Linked DNA regions of Mus musculus: region 1 is linked to region 2. Evidence: chromatin contacts called from public Hi-C data. All regions are on one chromosome and are shown on one strand. Each heading gives the region's core, a stretch centred on a gene start, on an enhancer-like site or on the middle of the called end of the contact. The rest is flanking DNA. Distances are from core to core; before and after follow the strand shown.

Evidence for each region. Hi-C and Micro-C count contacts between places; a contact is called where the count stands out from the background.
Region 1: a contact with region 2 is called in a Hi-C map of Sertoli cells, with 2.3 times the contacts expected there. The contact joins the enhancer-like site here to the promoter of Kctd18 in region 2. A contact is called at or near these places in 1 of 39 promoter capture datasets (macrophages), 2 of 484 Hi-C or Micro-C datasets (Sertoli cells and uterus), 1 of 115 datasets of contacts at active chromatin or transcription factors (embryonic stem cells) and 2 of 9 other capture datasets (adipose tissue and liver).

What each region holds. Positions count from the first base shown.
Region 1 is chr1:58,055,805-58,058,504 of GRCm38.p6, forward strand. It overlaps Aox1 (aldehyde oxidase 1), which reads left to right. Exons shown (of 35, transcript NM_009676.2): 8 at 410-490; 9 at 1,610-1,754; 10 at 2,328-2,420. Among named protein-coding and RNA genes, the nearest start is that of Aox1, 27 kb to the left of the region's middle. Within about 2 kb of position 1,272, at least 18 of the 459 cell types and tissues checked have an H3K27ac peak or open chromatin away from gene starts, as enhancers often do. A contact at or near this core is called in Sertoli cells and uterus, where this site is marked.
Region 2 is chr1:57,968,749-57,971,448 of GRCm38.p6, forward strand. Kctd18 (potassium channel tetramerisation domain containing 18) reads right to left here and starts at 1,336. Exons shown (of 7, transcript NM_001159864.1): 1 at 1,273-1,336.

The DNA of each region.
Region 1 (2,700 bases), core at 22-2,521, 87 kb after region 2:
TGTATCCACGGGGCATACATCACCTGCCCATCTGTCACTAAGTAGTTGTCATGGCCATCAGACTGACTAGCTCAGTCACGCAGTGCTGTGTTCAGATAATCATTATTATACTTAATAATGAATGACTCCGAAGCACATGGCAAGGGATGCTGGTAATTCAGATATGCCAATGAGTAATTATAGATTCTTTTTTATAAAAATGAAAAGACGGGGGTAGGGTATGTTTAGTACTAGAGTATGTTGCAAAGATTTACCATAAGAATGATTTTTTAAAAAAAATGTAGTGTGTATAAAAGCCTAAAGTTCAAATTGTCTGTGGTTTTCTGCGCCCACAGTGGTTGTAACGGAGCTCTCTCCTGAGAATAAGAGGTATTATGATGATAACTTCTGTCATTTTCTCTTTCTAAAGACAAGTCCAGAACTGTTCTCAGAAGAGGAATTTCTGCCACTGGACCCGACCCAAGAGCTGATATTTCCTCCCGAGCTAATGGTAAGGAACTCATGGTACGATGTCAGGAGGAGGCTTTTCAAAATCTCATGGTGCAGATCCCAGATCTCCTCAGAGACACTGTGCAGGGGAGAGCGGTTAAAGTGGTTAAATTCACAGCTTGTCAGAGGGTGGACAGTAATTATCTGCAGAGTGCTCAGCCTGGATGGGACTTATGTATCACACTTACCCCACCCCCGAGACTCAGGGACCATAGAGAAACGGGGTGGAAAGAGTGTCTCCTGGATGTGACAGAATCACTGCATTCATGAAGTCATTGTTTGCACAAGGACAAACCAGTGAACATCCAGCACGGAGAGCTGAGAGGCTCACGGCGCCCAGCCTTAGCTCACACACTGTCGCTAGTTAAAGGCTGTGGGGAAGGGATGGTCAGTTTTCTTCAAGGGTATGACCTAGGTTGACCATGACCCAGTGGATGGCCCCACATCCATGTGGATGGATCGCACACATTGAATTCAGTAGGTTTTGGAAAAAAAATAAAAAGGAGAAAATGAAGTTGCACAGGGGTTTCGGGGAGGCTGGAGGAGAGGGTGGATGGTGAATCTGGGGGGAATTAGGGGAGGAATGGGAGGAATTTAATAATGATGTTTTACATTCATATATAATGTTCTCAAAGAATTAAGAAAACATTACAAAGAAAGAAAAAAAAATACTGATGGGCAAACAGGCGCCAGCCAGCGTCCTCTCCTCAGAGTCCAGAATGTGTGGGCGGGAGGAGGAAGAGGTGGAGGGCAGAGCCAGCACAAGGGGTGGAGGATGTCACACACAGCTGGTTAAGTCACAGACATGCAATCAGTGTCCTTCAACATCAACTCGTTTTCCCCTCCCACTTATGCGCGAGTTCATTTTTCTGACAGTTTGGCAAAATTGAGCATGTTGCTGTGTTAGCGAACGCCAAAATGGGTTTCTGGGAGATGTCAGAGCCGATGGGAGCTGTTTCCATGGGTAAACTGCGTCAGACCTTAAACTGTGAACTCTGGCTCCTGGGGAAGCTCTATTTTTAGCTCACGAAATTTAGTTTTTAGATTTCCTTTCTCTAGAGTGAAAGCAGAAGAGAATTTTGTCACAAGCTCTCTCAAATCCCTGTTGTTTTTTCAATAGAGAATAGCTGAGAAACAGCCACCAAAGACCAGAGTGTTTTATGGTGAGAGGGTGACATGGATTTCCCCCGTGACTCTGAAGGAACTTGTGGAAGCTAAATTCAAGTATCCCCAGGCCCCTATTGTCATGGGGTACACTTCTGTGGGTATGTAGACTCTTCTTGGGATATTTTATGAGGGAGCAAATTCAATGTATTGATGTCAGGAAAATAGCCAGAAAACCCAGTATTGTTTAAGAAATGTTACAGCATTGGGTAGCTGCCTGCCCTGTGCCTCACTGGCAGGCTTGCTGGCCACATGGTAAACCAGCATCAGGGTACAGGTATCCTGGCTTTCCATTTGGGTACCACACTGGCTCTCGTCCTGAAACTGCTCTGTCTTTCCTCTTTGGATGGCTTCTCAGTGGCTCTGGCATATTTTATAGAGACAGCAGTTTTGGAGCCTTCACCTTTCCCACATAGGCCTGGCGTGGCTGCCCATCTCTTCGCAGGGCCTTCAGGATCTGCTCCAAGCGAATCTGAGTGTTCCGTATCACACGCGTTTTAGAGCTAACAATTCCAAAGGCTCCCTAAATATCTCTGCTTGTGGTTTGCAATAAACAGACCAATAAAAGGAAACAACTTCCTTATGTGCAAAGACATTCGTTTAGTCATAATTCAAAGTAGAGAGTCATTTGTGTCTTTTTGTTCTAATCTTGTGTCTCTACCACAATCCCTTAGGACCTGAAGTAAAGTTTAAAGGTGTCTTCCACCCCATCATAATTTCTCCTGACAGAATTGAAGAGCTGGGTGTCATAAGCCAGGCCAGGGATGGTGAGTTCTTAGATTTCTTTTCCTATGGAAATGCGCTCATCAAGTTAGCTGTTTAGTCCGACAGAGCAACAGGCGAGAGTCGTTTCTAGTCACAATTCACGGCTTCTCTACAGACAGTGTGGTGAAGATCTGGAGGGAGTCCAGGAAGAATTCTCCAAAGTTCCACTAGATGCTGTGTGAGAAGTCAGATTTTCACTGAGAAACTTTCATATCTGCAGGATCAGGGAGACTATTCAAGGGAGAGTCTGTGTTGTGAGTGCAGAGTAAAAGATGAAGAAAC
Region 2 (2,700 bases), core at 86-2,585:
CCCTGGAAATCTGCAGCTTCTACACTTTCATAGTAAGTGAAAAACTTACTGCTAAACTCAACTGAATCCATGCCAATTCAGTGTTACTAAATGATCAACTAAAATCCTTCCCCACAGACACCAACTTCACCATATGCCATTATGAATCTGAGAAAAGGACAATAGACAAAATTCATTAGGAACCCAACAAGGTCCAGGCCTCCAAAAACACTTACTGGCGTGACCTCCTGCTGCCTTAAAGTCCTGGAAGTAGCACTCTAACCAATCATGAAGCAGAGCAACCAACTGGTTCACACTGTTCACAGACACCTGCTCTCTAGAATTTTCTCATGTTCGTACATAAAGATTCATCTCTTGCAAGATCTTTCTGCGCGGAATTGGTACCCCTGCACAACAAACTCTCATACAGATCTTACACCATGTGTTTAAATCTCTATTTTTTTTTAATTTTTATTTTGTCCATAAGCCCAATAAAAGCAAAGGCACTGCCATTCTTAGTAATCTCCATTTACTGAATGCTTATTGTGTATCTGACACTGTGAAGAAACATTACCTAATTCATAGAAAAACTTTATCATACAAATTTTACTGTCCCTACTAACACAGAACACTAGGGGCAAAAAATTCACTGATGTGTGTGGTGTCTACACAGACTTGCCTGATAATAAGCAGTGGAGCCTGTCACAACCCAGGGCAGCCAGGTGAACCAGAAGGGCCAGCTTCAGGTTCTCACGGATGCTCCCACAGACCATCCCTTTAACACAACTTCCACCTGGTTTAGGCCCTTCACTGACTATCAGCTGCCATTTGGGGACCGCAGCCCAAGGCCAGGCCCCGTGATGACACTCCTCGATGCACCCACTGAGGACTCTGTTGTGAGAAGGCAGGGTTCCCGCACGATGCACCAAACCGTCGAGGATGTCTGCTGAAAAGGCAGACTCCCGGCCACATCAGGGTCTGATTCACAAAGTCTGAGAGGTGGGGACGGGCGCCGACTACACTTTTGAGAAACACAGCTCATGGGGCTCACGCCCCTTCGCCACGGCTGGACAAAACCGGGAAAGATGGGGAATCACCAGGCCCCGCCAAAGTCTTCCTGGGCCAGCGGACCCCAATTCGGTCTACAACGAAGCCTGGTACCCAAAGCGCCCGTTTCATCAGAGAGGCCGGCCGGGGCCTCCCTCAGGATGCCCCGCAAGGCTTCGGGGCCCGCCACCCACCCGGAGCCCGGTTCCTCCACACCGGCGGGCGGAGCGGCGACTGCTTACTGACCTGCGGCCGCCAGTCCCTGGGCGCAGCCGCCCAACGCAGCCGGGCCCGGACGCGGAAGTAAGCCGTCGCCTACTCGGATGCTCCACGATTGGTAGAGCGGAGCAACCCGCGGCGCCCCCGTGCGGTCCCAACGTGCAGTGCGCCAAAAGGGAGGCCTCGCCCCGGACCCGCCCCGCCCACGGGACGGCGGTGGCCACGCCCCAAGAACGTTCCTGAATTTTCCCGGAGTCTAGGCCCCTCTGGTGGAACAGGATGTTTTCCAGCCCCAGGGGAAGCTACTCCATTAACATATTAGAACTTGGATCTACCCATTTGCATAGTTTGTGGCGTGCAAAGCTTTTCCACAAGGCACACTTTATACCTGTAAAAGATGGTGGTTGGTTTCTAAAAATATTTATTAAATCTTTGGAAATTTCATACATCAGAATTAAGATGGTAGTTTTATTCTTGTTACAGGAAGGAAAACCGAGGAGGGAGGACAACCCTCCATTCAACATTCTTGCACACCCAGCACTGTATTAAGTCGCTTGTAGAACTATTTAATTTCTTCTTAATAAAACCCCCATAACACTTAAATCTTCCAACTGTATAGGGCTATGTATTTCAAGATGAGTGAAACAGTCCTGTTTTCCGGGCACTTCGCTCCTTACTAGATTCTAAAGTCCTCTTTTACAGGTCTTAGGAAAGAAGCCAGCCAGAAGTATGGCAGCCTGCCCTTCAGCTAAAAAGTCTTGGGAGACAGGGAAGGTTTGTTCAAGCTGCCGTGATTTCTCACAGGATAGAGACCAGGCTCTGAGAATGGAGCGCTGGCCAAGACAGTGTCAATAGTTTACATTTTAGTATTTTTAATCACTGTAACCAAAAGACCTGACACACACAACTTAAAGGAGTGAGGGTTTATTTTGGCCCTGAGTTTCAAAGGTATCAGTTCCTAACAGCAGGGAGCATAGAGTCCCAACCCATGGGATGACGCTAGCCAATTCAAAGTAGTATTTCCCTAACAGTAGTCCTCTCTCCAAATGCCCACGTAGACACATGTAGGCATTTGCCTCACCTATCTTATCTGGGAAAAAAAAAATTCTGCATTTTAAGCATAGCTGATCGATCAGCTTTCCTAGTGTGGTGTGAAAGTAGACATAGACAATGAAAGAAACTGAATTGAGCAGTGCTGTATTTCAGCTTTATATGGGCAGTGAAAGTAAATTTTCTTATTGCATGAGTCAGGAAATATTCTTCAAAATGAGATTTCTTTTTTTTTTGTAACATTAAAATATGTAGTATGTATTCTTAGATCATGGACTGTAGAAAGCCCATGGCTGCCTCCTCTTCCTCCTCTTTGGGGCGGGGGTGGGGGTCAAAACAGACACCAATCAAAATAGTTACAGAGGATAATGGCTACCTCAGAGTAGAGGCAGGGCAACGTTGAGT